2 separate regions of the Culex pipiens genome follow, and region 2 is linked to region 1. A link is a contact called in public Hi-C data. All regions are on one chromosome and are shown on one strand. Each heading gives the region's core, a stretch centred on a gene start, on an enhancer-like site or on the middle of the called end of the contact. The rest is flanking DNA. Distances are from core to core; before and after follow the strand shown. Region 1 holds the start of LOC120431220. Region 2 holds the start of LOC120419705.

What was found. A called contact is a pair of places that touch in the nucleus more often than the background predicts.
Region 2: a contact with region 1 is called in a Hi-C map of whole pupa, with 7 times the contacts expected there. The contact joins the promoter of LOC120419705 here to the promoter of LOC120431220 in region 1. A contact is called at or near these places in 2 of 3 Hi-C or Micro-C datasets (embryo and whole pupa).

Annotation. Positions count from the first base shown.
Region 1 is chr1:48,955,553-48,958,766 of TS_CPP_V2, reverse strand. LOC120431220 reads left to right here and starts at 1,473. Exons shown (of 3, transcript XM_039596363.2): 1 at 1,473-2,211. The coding sequence starts at 1,917.
Region 2 is chr1:49,526,817-49,529,639 of TS_CPP_V2, reverse strand. LOC120419705 reads left to right here and starts at 1,502. Exons shown (of 3, transcript XM_039582493.2): 1 at 1,502-2,073. The coding sequence starts at 1,842.

The DNA of each region.
Region 1 (3,214 bases), core at 224-2,723:
TCAAAATTGATTTTAAATTGAATATAATTTTCTGAAAAATTAATAAACTACCTATTTTTACCTGAATGTACAGATTAATAACTGTCATCAAGTTGTAAGCTTATTTTTTTCATTTGAAATCAAAGATGTCAATCATTTTTAATTTTTGCCATCTCCTTTTTTTTTTTTTGAATAAAATTGTGTTTTTGCAGTTCCGTTGTGGAACTATCAATTTTTCATGTCATTTGAGAGAGATGAAACAGCCCACTTTTCCATAACCATGAAACAGTGCTGACAAGTAGAACTTTTGAGCACTGTTTAAAGTTTTGCTTTTATGTGTTTTCCTGGTATTTTAACTCATCTGTTTTTTTTTACACTCATCAAATTACCTTGGCTTGCCTATCTTGAAATTACTTGTAGGCAGCTTCATACAGAGCCTTCGATTTTTCCGGAATGTCCATATGACAGTCAGAATCTGTTTCGGACTCACTACTTCGGATCTTGAAAAAAAAACAACTTGACTTGACGGTGTTAGAAAAAAAAATTAGCAATCGGCAGAGCCTGTTGGATGATTGTACGACTTGTACTGAAAAATCTTTAAAAAATACCAATTTGTATCATCAGCAGGCAAAACTTTGTTTTATGATTTTCTGATATTTTTGAAGTTAATATTGAAAATATGCTTTACAAGTTATTTTTTAAATATTTGTTTCAAATTTATTTTTGATTAAATCATTGTTAATCTGAGAAAATAATGGAATTATAGGTTCAGATAGGTTGAAATTATTTTTTTTCTCAAGAATTGATATTGCAAAACTATGCATAAAGTAAATTAAATTTAACCATGAATCAATGGAAATGGCGCTCCACCATCTCGTTGAATCATCACTAAAAGACAAATTTCTTACCCTTTTCCCCTTCACCACCCCTAAAAATTCCATCCCTCAAGGATCTCTCAACCCATGCCCGCAGGATTACTCATCCGCCACCACCACCAAAAAAACGAAACCCCGAAGACACTCCCTCTTTTCCACCAACCATCTCACACCACCGACATCCGATCCACACCGCGACGTGACTTGCTCTGCACACGTGTCGTCGTCGTCGTCGTCATTCCCTCTATCTAGGAACCTCCCAGTTTTCTGTTCTATTCCCGTCGTCACGTGGTGTCGGCGTTGCTTCCTGGTTCATCGCAACACGGCCTACTATTCGTCACGTGTTGCAACGGGAACATCACGTCGCGCGCGACTGTTGCACGTCGCACCGCCAAAAAGTGGAGGGGGTAATACAAAACCAGGTGACGTTGCGTGGAAGGTTGCACGACACGGTCGCAGCAAGCTGCGACGTTGCGCGAAAGCGTTGCAACGTCGCACGGTCACAACCAATACTGTGACGGGTTGTTCGGTGGTGTAGGTGCGTTCGGGTAGGTTCGGCTGGGTATCGGGTTTTTGGATGAGCCGGAGTGTGAGGCAATTTCGATGCAGCAGGACTTTAGTTCAAGTTCGGCAGTCAAGCGGTGTGGATGTTCTGACGGGTTCTTTGTTTGCGCGTTAGTTTGGTTACGTGTGCTCTTCTTCTTCTGTGTTCGAGTTCGTCCCACACGTAGGTTCGGAGCGCTTCTTCGATGTAATTACGGCTCCAAGACTTTCACGTGCCCCGTAGCTTGTTGTGGTGCCAGTCAGCCTGTCCTGCCGCGAAGTGTGTTGTGGTGTACACCAGGAAGGAACAGGTTTCTCGCGTGTGCTTCAGAAGAACTTTTTCGCAGGTCAACAACATTGTGCACAGAACGCTTGACGTGCGTTGCGTGTTGTTTTCGTGGGCTAACAAAAGACGCTTTCATCCGAACCGTTTTCCCGATGTGAGTGCATTGTTGTGAGATAAGTTGAGACGGTTAAAAAACACTTTTTTAAAAGACTGACAGACGCCCATCAGCCAACATGGCGATCGCGTTCTACTGCGAGGAAGAGGAGGACCCCAAGGGCTACTACGATTCGTATGGATACGGCTACCAGTTGCAGTCGCAGCAATCACAGCATGCTGCTACTGCACCGCCAGCTACTGGAAGTCAACAACCAGTAGCGCAGCAGGCCGCAAGTGGTGATGATGAAAACAACAACAACAGCAACAACTGTGCGTTGCACGGAAGCTCGCCGCTAACGGCAGACGTCGTCAACAACCGGCAACTGATGCGAGTCGTCCTGCACCAGGTGTTGTATCGGTGTACGATGGAAGGTAAGAGTGCTTGTTTGGTTTTGTTTTGCTTTTTTTATTTTTGTTTTATTTAATTTCTGACGATGTGCTGACCGCACCTCACACGATTGGTGAAGATGAAGTGATGAAATATGGTGAAAATGTTGCACTATTGTAAAGAGGTGTGTGTTTGGGGTCAAGTGATGTGGCGGATCGAAGAAGGCTGTGAAAGTGGGAGGAATAGGGTTGTGCAACAATTGAAGGTTAATTATTTTCATTTCTCGTGATTAAATATTGTCAGCAAATATTTAAACATTTAAAATCAGTCAAAGAGTTGTCACACAGAAGTGAGATTTGAACAAGAAATCAAAAATACTTTAAAATTGTAAAAATTACTTATGGTTTTAAATTAAACCAGCATAATTTGCATGATTTTGTGTCAATAACGCTTTCTAGACCCACTGAAAATTGCTCACGTTATAATTATACACTGAGTGGGAAACATCCTATCACGTTCAAAACGCAACTATTTTCCATTTTTTTAAACAAACAAATCAAGAATTTTTTATAAGACAGTAGTTTGTAGGCAAAAATTGTCTGTTGTAAAAGAATAGATCTACGATTTCGCGAATCGACTTTTCTTTAATTTGGATGATGTCAAGAAGAAGTCATTTTGCATGATTAGTGTTTCTATTGAAGTCTCCATACAATTTTCGAGGCTGGTCGTAAAAAAATGGTTATGTAAATGTATGAAACTCTGTATCTTGAGAAGTGAGTTTCTGATAGATTTGGTGTCTTGAGCAAAGTTGTAGGTTATGATTAGGACTTTTCAGAGAAAATTGGTAGACGAAAAAACAATTTCCGATTTTAGTTAAACTTTTTATGCCGATGTAATTATTTTTCAAAGTTTTTGTCCCTCGGCTCTGGCCGGGGTCGAGGGGGGGGGACATAAAAATAAAAAATATAAATACTGAAATAACAAGCCATAGTTTCAACATTTGCATGGAAAAAGTGTTTTAAAATGCATTTCACGCTAGTTCAGTTG
Region 2 (2,823 bases), core at 253-2,752, 570 kb before region 1:
CGAAAAAAGTTAGATTTTGTTTACCCTGTGATGAATACCGTAAACTGGGGTCAATCGGGACACATGGGGCGAATTGAGACAGCAGTTTTAACCATGTTGGAGCACAATATTTTGATTTTTCTGGTTGGTTTCGGTTAGAACAGATTTAGGCCAACAAAATGTGTACATCCATTTACAAATTTAAAAGCTTTAAGTGCTCTAACACTGCTGTCCCTATTCAGACTGTAATCCCGATTTACCCCAGATTATGGTACGTCAAATGCTGTATCAAGTAGGCGAATATCTGTTTTACCTCGAATTCAACAAAATGTTAAAAAAATATTTTTTGAAATTCCGTTGTGATACTACTTACATTTCCTGTCATTCTTGAACGACGAAATAGCCTACTTTTCTGTACCAAAAATAACAGAATCGAATAGCAACACTTTTCAAAATCAATGCTGAAAAGTTCTACTTTTCAGCACTGAAATGGGTGCTGAAGAGTTGAACTTTTCAGCACTTGTTTCGAAAAGTAACACTTTTCAACATTTTTTTGATTTAAACGATTTATTGACAAAATACATGAAAATTCGACTTAAAATTTCACTCAATGAGTGTTTTTCGAAATTGCAAAAAATGTTGTATGGAACTCGTTGCAAAACTAGATTTTTTCAACACTCGTCGTATTTATCCAACTCGGTGAACCTCGTTGGATAAATGTACGACTCGTGCTGAAAAAATCCTTTTTTTGCAACTTGTTGCATAAACTACTATTCATTTTAAATGGCATTTTTTTTAAATCAAATTAACAACTCCTTTACTTCAAACTAACGTGAAGTTTCCCGAGGATTCCATATATTTAAAAATTGAGCCCAAAAAGTCATCCATATAATTTCGAAACTGTCTTGAAACATGTACTGTTTCAGTATTTTATGGAAAATATTTACTTTTTATTGGTATCCTTCCAGAGACAGCCATTTTTCTCCCAAAAATAAACAAATTCACCCCAATCAAGCATGTTTTACTATCCAAAGGCAACTCCTCCGGTTCGTTCCCTCCAATCCTGCAACACCCGTAAAACCGACGAGTCCTTCGCACAAGATATCTTCCATCTTTCGTTTACACCCCTATTCTTTTGCCGAAAAATTCTGTCCTTTTTACATTCACCCAACTCTCTAGAGCTGTTGCTGACAGTGTTTGATTTGTTGAGCAGGCTCAACATGTGTGCGTTCGTGTCGTAACAAGCACTTACACAAGTTGAGCAGACACCGTCTGCAACCACAACACGAAGTCACGTCAGTTTTCCCGCGCAAACCTCCGAACGTCGCGCAACATTATCGCGTCGCAACCCGAACGCTCGTGTCCGTACACGCCGGCTACCAACACCACCAAACGCAGTCGGCAGCGCGCACTTCGTGCTTCGGCACGGCCTGCTACGGCTTGTTGATTCTTGTGTATCGCGGAACACGTTTCAACACGTGGTGCTGCTACGAAGTTTCGTGTGCGCTACTGCCGGGCTGCAGTTTTAGTTCTATCTCAGCAGTCGTCGGAAGAGGACGTGTTTTTATACGGAGTGCTCTCTCGAAAGAAGTCGAATCGAAAACGAGCAAGTTCTTTGTTTTGATTGCAAGTCAGGAAGACAAAGTTAGTGCGTTTGGTCGTCGCAGCAGGCGCGTTGTGTTCGGATATTCGTGACTGACGGTGATTAGCAAACCAGGACTTGGCAGTGGAAAACTTTAGTCGGAAAAATCGCGAAACTTGTGGTTTCCCCAATCAGTGACTTGTCGGGGGAAAAATCCCTTAAAATCTTGAACAAAACCAAAACGAATACCGTTTTCGAAAACAATACAAGTGTCAAAACAATGGCAGTGGCGTTCAACGTTCCCTCGGTGCACGAGGACGACGAGGGCCAGTGGAAGCCGGCCAACCAGTTGGGGCAGCCGAACCAGCAGCCCCAACACCAACACCCGCACCATCATCATCATGTTGGTGCAAGCACGAACGTGTCGCAACAGGTTCGGCTGTCGGCCGAGAACGGCCAGCACCGGCTGGTGGCGGCCTTTCACCAGATACTGGCGGCGTATGCCCGGCACGGTGAGTTATCGGGATTTTGCGATAATTGTGCGGGAAGTTTTGTGGAAGAAATGGTGAAGGTGTGGTGTGATAAAATATTCATGAAGAGGTGTGGTGGTCAGGCAGGTGGTGAAATTTTGATCAAGTGCGGAATTTTAGTTGACGCGATAGAAAATTTAATTAATCATGATATCAAATCTCCGGTGAATTTGATAAGTGTTATGTTATGTTTTAAATTGTTTTTTTGAAATTTTATTTTTGGGTGTTTCAACATGACTATGGGTCCCGTCCGTGTGGATCAATCGGACCGCGCACTGGACTCACAATCCAGAGGTCACTGGTTCGAATCCCGCGGCGGGCGCTCTAAAATTCTTTGTGTAAATATGGGTATTCGGCGCCGTCGCTCCGTGCCATACTCTCGTACACTTAGGAGCCCAGGGCGGCGAAGTCCTTGTAGATAAAAAGGAAGACACTAGTGGTTGGTACTAGCAATGGTGGCCGACAGCTATAAAGTCAACTTCGTCGTATGGGTTTCTAAAACATTCAAAGAGCAAAACATAATTTTTAATTAGACCATTAAAAAACCTGAAATAAATAATTTTGATAGACATTTCGCATTTTGTTTCTCAATTAAAAATCAAGCCTGAAATTTCGATTAAAAAAATCTTAAAAGTCTTATAAAATTTTCTTGACAAAAATATCATTGTTTAAATATTTTAAACATTTCATGCTTTTGATTTTTGGCAAGTTTTATTCTGATTCAATTTTACG